Linked DNA regions of Triticum aestivum: region 2 is linked to region 1. A link is a contact called in public Hi-C data. All regions are on one chromosome and are shown on one strand. Each heading gives the region's core, a stretch centred on a gene start, on an enhancer-like site or on the middle of the called end of the contact. The rest is flanking DNA. Distances are from core to core; before and after follow the strand shown.

Region 1 (2,700 bases), core at 116-2,615:
ATAGAGGGGAATATGTATCATAGTCAACTGGGCCCACGTACATGACTACACCAGCAATATCTACAATTAACAGATTATAAAATATGAAAGAAGAAATCAGTTAGTGTGCTTTTGATAATTAATTATATTATATTCTAACATATAAGGTTCCGGGACGACCCGCCCTCCCGAGCGATCCACCGATTTCACATTGTCATGGCCGTTTGATCTCGCTTGGTCGGGTCAACGCGCCTTGTTGGCCGCACGTTTTTTACTTTCTATTTTGACCCAGTGATCGAGCGTGGGCTATGATGACTGGTGGGCTCGCCCAGTTCTTCCATTGGCTGGGTTAGAAATTCTCGGGTAGACCGCCCCTGGCGCGTCGCATGGGTCGTTGCGCGCTGACTGTGGCGTGCGTCGTGCGAGGACTGCGCAACGCTGCTGAAGGGTTGGCGGACGCACATGCACCTGGTTTTCACGCCCACGCTTGTGTCGTACTCCCTTCGGTCATTTTTACTCTGCATATTAGCTTTATCTGAAGTCAAACTCTTCAAAGTTTGACCAAATTTATTAAAAAAATATTAACATTCTAATAACAACCAACACCAATATCAATAGATCCATCTTCGAATATATTTTCATAAGGTATTATATATGTTAATAGTTTCTATTATAAATTTGGTCAAAGTTAGCAAAGTTTAACTTCAGACAAATCTAATACGTGGAGTAAAAAGGACCGGAGGGAGTACCTATGACGGGTGGGCCGGTGTTCCCCTGGTCCCGCTCGTCGGCTGCGCTCATGTCCCCGCAGTGTGGGTTAGAGTTTGGCGAGTCACACGCGCCGGTGCGCCCGCCGAAATTTGGGCCGGTCGCACCAGCAGCGTCCGATCAAACATCGGGTAGCCACACGATTCTCTCTCCTTTCTCTGTCAATGTATTTTTTTCTTTGGAAAAAACAAGCTTCCATCAGGTAGCCATGGACTAGCGACGCACCCGGCCTTGAAGCACTGCCTGGCACATCTCGCTAGTCGCTGCCCTCGCCGCCGGTCGTCCTCGTCCCTGCAGGTCGCCATCGTAGCCACCTCTTGCGTTTCTCGCTACATGCATGCAGCAGCGTGCGCCCGTGGCTGCAGCTCCCTGTGGCGACGACCGCAGCTCCGGTGGCGCCGGTCGCCGGTCGCAGCATGCTGACAATGAGCTAGCAAAAAGGAAGTACTCATCCTCATTGCTGGTCGTACAAAAACCGCTCGCCGGATGTAACTTTTGTAGTTGCCGGTTGTAGATGTAACTTTTGTAGTTGCCGGTTGTAGCAAAAACACCACCCATCCCCACCAAATGAAGAAGTCGATGTAGCAAGTTTCAGCAAAAAGAAAAGCTGGTTCCAGCCAAAAAGCACGTCGGCAGTGCGAGGAGTGTCCGGTTCCAGCAAAAATAACAGGAAGCAAAATCCAAAAGGAAAGTAGATGTAGCAAAAGAAGTAGCAAGTTCCAGCAAAAAACCGTTCGCGGTGGGAAGGCGCGTCCGGTTCCAGCACCGGTGGATGCCGGTTCCAGCAATTTTTGTGGCTGGTTGTAGCACCGCTGATGCCTGGTTCCACCAAAAACTTCACCACACCAAAAATCGCCGCCTCGTCGCAGCATCGGGCTCAGCCGGTTCCAGCATCCTCCGCCACGGTTCCATCGTTTTGCCACCGTGGTTTGCAGCACCCGTCAGCGTGGTCACCGTGCCCGTGGTGGGCAACGCCATGCTCGGCTGGTTGCAGCATCGCTGGACGCCGTCTCCAGCACCAATGGACGCCCCCGTCTCCAGCACCCGCTCCGCCACGCCGCCCCAAGGCCGCCGCCATGCAGTGGTTAGCAGCGCCGCCCCCCGTCAAAGCCATGAGCATGGAGAAGGTGCAGGCCATGTCCTCCCCCTGCCTTGCGCGATGACGGGTGAGAACTGATTTGAGATCCATGGGGAAAAGAAGAGGGGGTGAAAAATGAATGGACAGGAAGGCTCGCGAGAGGATAAGGAAAGGAGAAACAGCGGTGCGTGAGCCTATTTTGGCGCGTGGGAGGACGTGCTGCGTCACGTGGAGATGGAGACCGGCCGAGTGTTGCGCCGGCATTTCCCTTAGAGTTTTTCGTGTCAACTGCTTTTGGCGGGTCGTTCCCCATGCGCTGCGCGCGTCGTGCGTTGTGGGGACAGCTGCCGAGGGGCCTCGATGGCTCGTCCAATCCCCTCTCGTCCCGACTCCCGAGGCTCGCGTCAGCCGCCTCGTCTCCATCCCCGCTCAATCCCCGCAGCTGCTGGATCCAGAAAGAAAATCCCCCAGCCGCCACACCCTTTCTTCTCCATGGCTCGGCTCCCCTCCCGCGTGCGTCCCTGCGGCGCCTGTGTATGGATGAGGAGGTCGAGGGCACGAGCAAGGATCATGCCGAACAGGGGCGCAATGGGGTGGCCGGGGAGCGCGCGGTGTCTGGAGAGACAAAGATGCTCCTAAGCAGAGGACGGCGCAGCGCTGGCTTCTCCTCTCCCCCCGCTGCCTGCACACCTCGCCGATGTCTGCTCGTCATCCGGTGAGCCCTCCTCCTCTCTTCCCCCCTTTCCCAGCCCTCTTCTCCTCCTCACTGCTGCTCCTCCCCTGAGGTGTGCGCAAAGCACACGACCCATGAAGTTGGCCTCGTTGTTGGTTTCTCCTACTACCTTCAGATCCTCTCTTTCTTGTTCTTCACCTCT
Region 2 (2,700 bases), core at 58-2,557, 560 kb before region 1:
TACCCAGACTTTCTCCTTGCCCCTGATGCGCCATGGTAGGTCACACGGACGACGGGCAGCACCAACTGTCAAGCGTACACACCGGCCCCGACGACCCTTTTCCGCCCCTGCAAGAGGCCCTCTTTTCAGATCCGTGCCGTGCCGTGCCGTTCCTGGTACTCCCTGATTGGACTCCCTACTTGCTACTCTAGCCATTAGAGCATCTCCAACAGGCACGGCAAAACGCGCGCCCGCGCGGTAAAGTTTGGTTTTAGCGCGCGCCGGCTGGTTCCGCGCGCTCCAGCGGTGAAGGAAACTTACCGCGCGCGGGAAGCGTTTGCGCGCGCGCGGGAGAAAGCGGCACGCGGCGCGGTAGATTTGGCGCGCCGCTTCGCGCGCGCCTATAAAATCCCGCGCTCGCCACGCGCACAGAACATAGCCACGCGTCCTCCCCTCGCAACCTCGCGCCACCACCGCGCCACCATGCCGCCGCGCCGCCGGGGTTCTTCGGGCTACCGCGGCGTCCGCGAGCGCCCCAACGGCTGGTACTCCGCCGAGATCCGGTCCGGCGACGTCCGGCTCGGCCTCGGGTCGTTCCGGAGCGCGCACGAGGCGGCCCGCGCGTACGACGCGGCGGCGTGGCGCTTGGAGAGGCCCCGGTCGCAGATGAACTTCCGAGACGTCTTCACGCGCGAGCAGGCGCAGCGCGTCGCCCCTCCGCCGCGTCTCATCACCGACATGGACTGTGCCGACCACGCTCAGCGGCAGCGCCGCCTCCTCATCGCCGAGGAGGACGAGCGAGCCATGGCGGAGTGGCGCCGTCGCCACCCGGAGGACGTCGCCGACGAGCGTGCCTACTGGGCGGAGAGGACGGCAAGGCGCCGCGCGGAGCGGGTGGACCGGCGTCGGCGGAAGGCATTGGCGAATGCGCAGTCCGATATCGTTGCAGCAGGTGGGAGGTCGATCTTCACGTCAGACGATGAACGTTGGGACGACATGTGGCTCGATACCTCGGACAACACCGAGGAGGAGGATGATGATGATGATGGTAGCGACTTGGAGTAGTTTCTATCTATGTATGCCGTAGTAGTTTCTATCTAGTTGCACCGTAGTTCTATCTATCTAGTTGCACCGTAGTTCTATCTATCTATGCTTTCGAACTATCTATCTAGTTGCACCGATGTAAAATGTAAAATACCTTTGTATCGTTTTTTATCTATGCAAATTTTATAAAAAAAATGTTATAGAATGAGCGCACTGTATTTTTGCGCACTGCTGGAGCTGCGCGTGCTGTTTTTAGCGCGGCTGGAGCCAGCGATGGGCGCGCCGCGTGTTCGGCGCCTGTTGTTGGAGATGCTCTTAGTACTACCACTAGTAATTAGCAGCGCCTAATCAAGCTTGCAACCTCTGTGGTGGCGCTTCTTATATCTTGCTCCTCGCTCGCTTCTCGGACAGGTTTCCTCATTTGGGTTTCGCTCACCGTGGCCCTCTGCTCTGCTCCGACTCCGAGGAGAGTCTGCCGCTCCCAGCTGCTCCCCTGACCCTCGAGTGATTTCTAAGGTAGGTAGGCGGCCAACCTCAGTCAGAGGAGTGGAAATGGCCGGAGGCTTCTGGTTCTTGGCTGGCTGGAGCGGGGAATTGCGTTGATTTTGCACCTCTTTGGCTGCAGGGGAGACGAGGAGGGAGGGAGAGAGGAGGAGCAATGGGGGAGAGCGAGTACCGGTGCTGGGAGGAGCTGCTGCCGGACGCGCTGGGGCTCGTCTTCCGCAACCTGCCGCTGCAGGAGGTGCTGACGGTGGTGCCGCGGGTGTGCAAGTCCTGGGGGCGCGTCGTGGCCGGGCCCTACTGCTGGCAGGAGATCGACATCGAGGAGTGGAGCCAGCAGCGGCACAGCCGCCCGGACCACCTCATCCGCATGCTCGACCTGCTCCTCCGCCGCAGCTCCGGCGCCTGCCGCCGCATCAGCGTCTCCGGCCTCCCCTGCGACCCGCTCTTCTCCTTCATCGGCGACCAGTAAGCATCTCACTCACTCACCATCGCCGTCGGCTGCGTGTTAAGATCATTCATTCGAAATGGCGCGCCTGAATTTCTCTGTCTTCTTCAAGCGCGCGCGCTCTGAGGACGCTGGAGATCCCGCGGAGCGAGATCAGCGACGCCGTGGTGGAGGCGGTGGCGCCGGGGCTGCCCAACCTCACGTTCCTGGACATCAGCAGCTGCACCAAGATCGGGGCGCGCGCGCTGGAGGCGTTCGGCCGCCACTGCCGGTCCCTGGCGGCGCTCCGGCGCGTGATGCACCCGATCGACGTGGCCGGGCGCAACGCGTGCGGGCAGCACGACGAGGCCCGCGCCATCGCGCGCACCATGCCGGCGCTCCGCCACCTGGAGGTCGGCTACATGCTGGTCACCACGGAGGCCATCCTGGAGGTGCTCTCCCGGTGCCGGGGCCTGGAGTTCGTCGACCTGCGCGGCTGCTGGGCCGTCGACGAGGCGCTGCTGCGGGCGCGCCACCCGCGGCTCAGCGTCCTCGGCCCGGGCGTCGACGACTGCTTCGAGAACAGCTACTGGGAGGAGTGCTCCGACGACGACTCTGAGGACGACGAGGTCTACTCGTGGGAGCTCATGGACGACGACGAGTACTACGGCGTGGTCGGCAGCGACGACGACGAGGCCGTGTGGGGCGACGGGCCGGGCCTCGTGGAGAACCTCGAGGTGCGGTTCTAC

What was found. A called contact is a pair of places that touch in the nucleus more often than the background predicts.
Region 2: a Hi-C map of leaf shows a contact between it and region 1, with 5 times the contacts expected there. The contact joins the promoter of LOC123145580 here to the promoter of LOC123145578 in region 1. A contact is called at or near these places in 1 of 5 Hi-C or Micro-C datasets (leaf) and 1 of 1 datasets of contacts at active chromatin or transcription factors (leaf).

What each region holds. Positions count from the first base shown.
Region 1 is chr6D:427,959,830-427,962,529 of IWGSC CS RefSeq v2.1, reverse strand. LOC123145578 reads right to left here and starts at 1,365. Exons shown (of 3, transcript XR_006472329.1): 1 at 729-1,365; 2 at 1-497. It overlaps LOC123145579, which reads left to right and starts at 1,520. Exons shown (of 1, transcript XM_044565038.1): 1 at 1,520-1,907. The coding sequence starts at 1,520. The coding sequence ends at 1,907.
Region 2 is chr6D:428,515,101-428,517,800 of IWGSC CS RefSeq v2.1, reverse strand. LOC123145580 (F-box protein FBW2) reads left to right here and starts at 1,307. Exons shown (of 3, transcript XM_044565039.1): 1 at 1,307-1,539; 2 at 1,649-1,992; 3 at 2,085-2,700. The coding sequence starts at 1,682.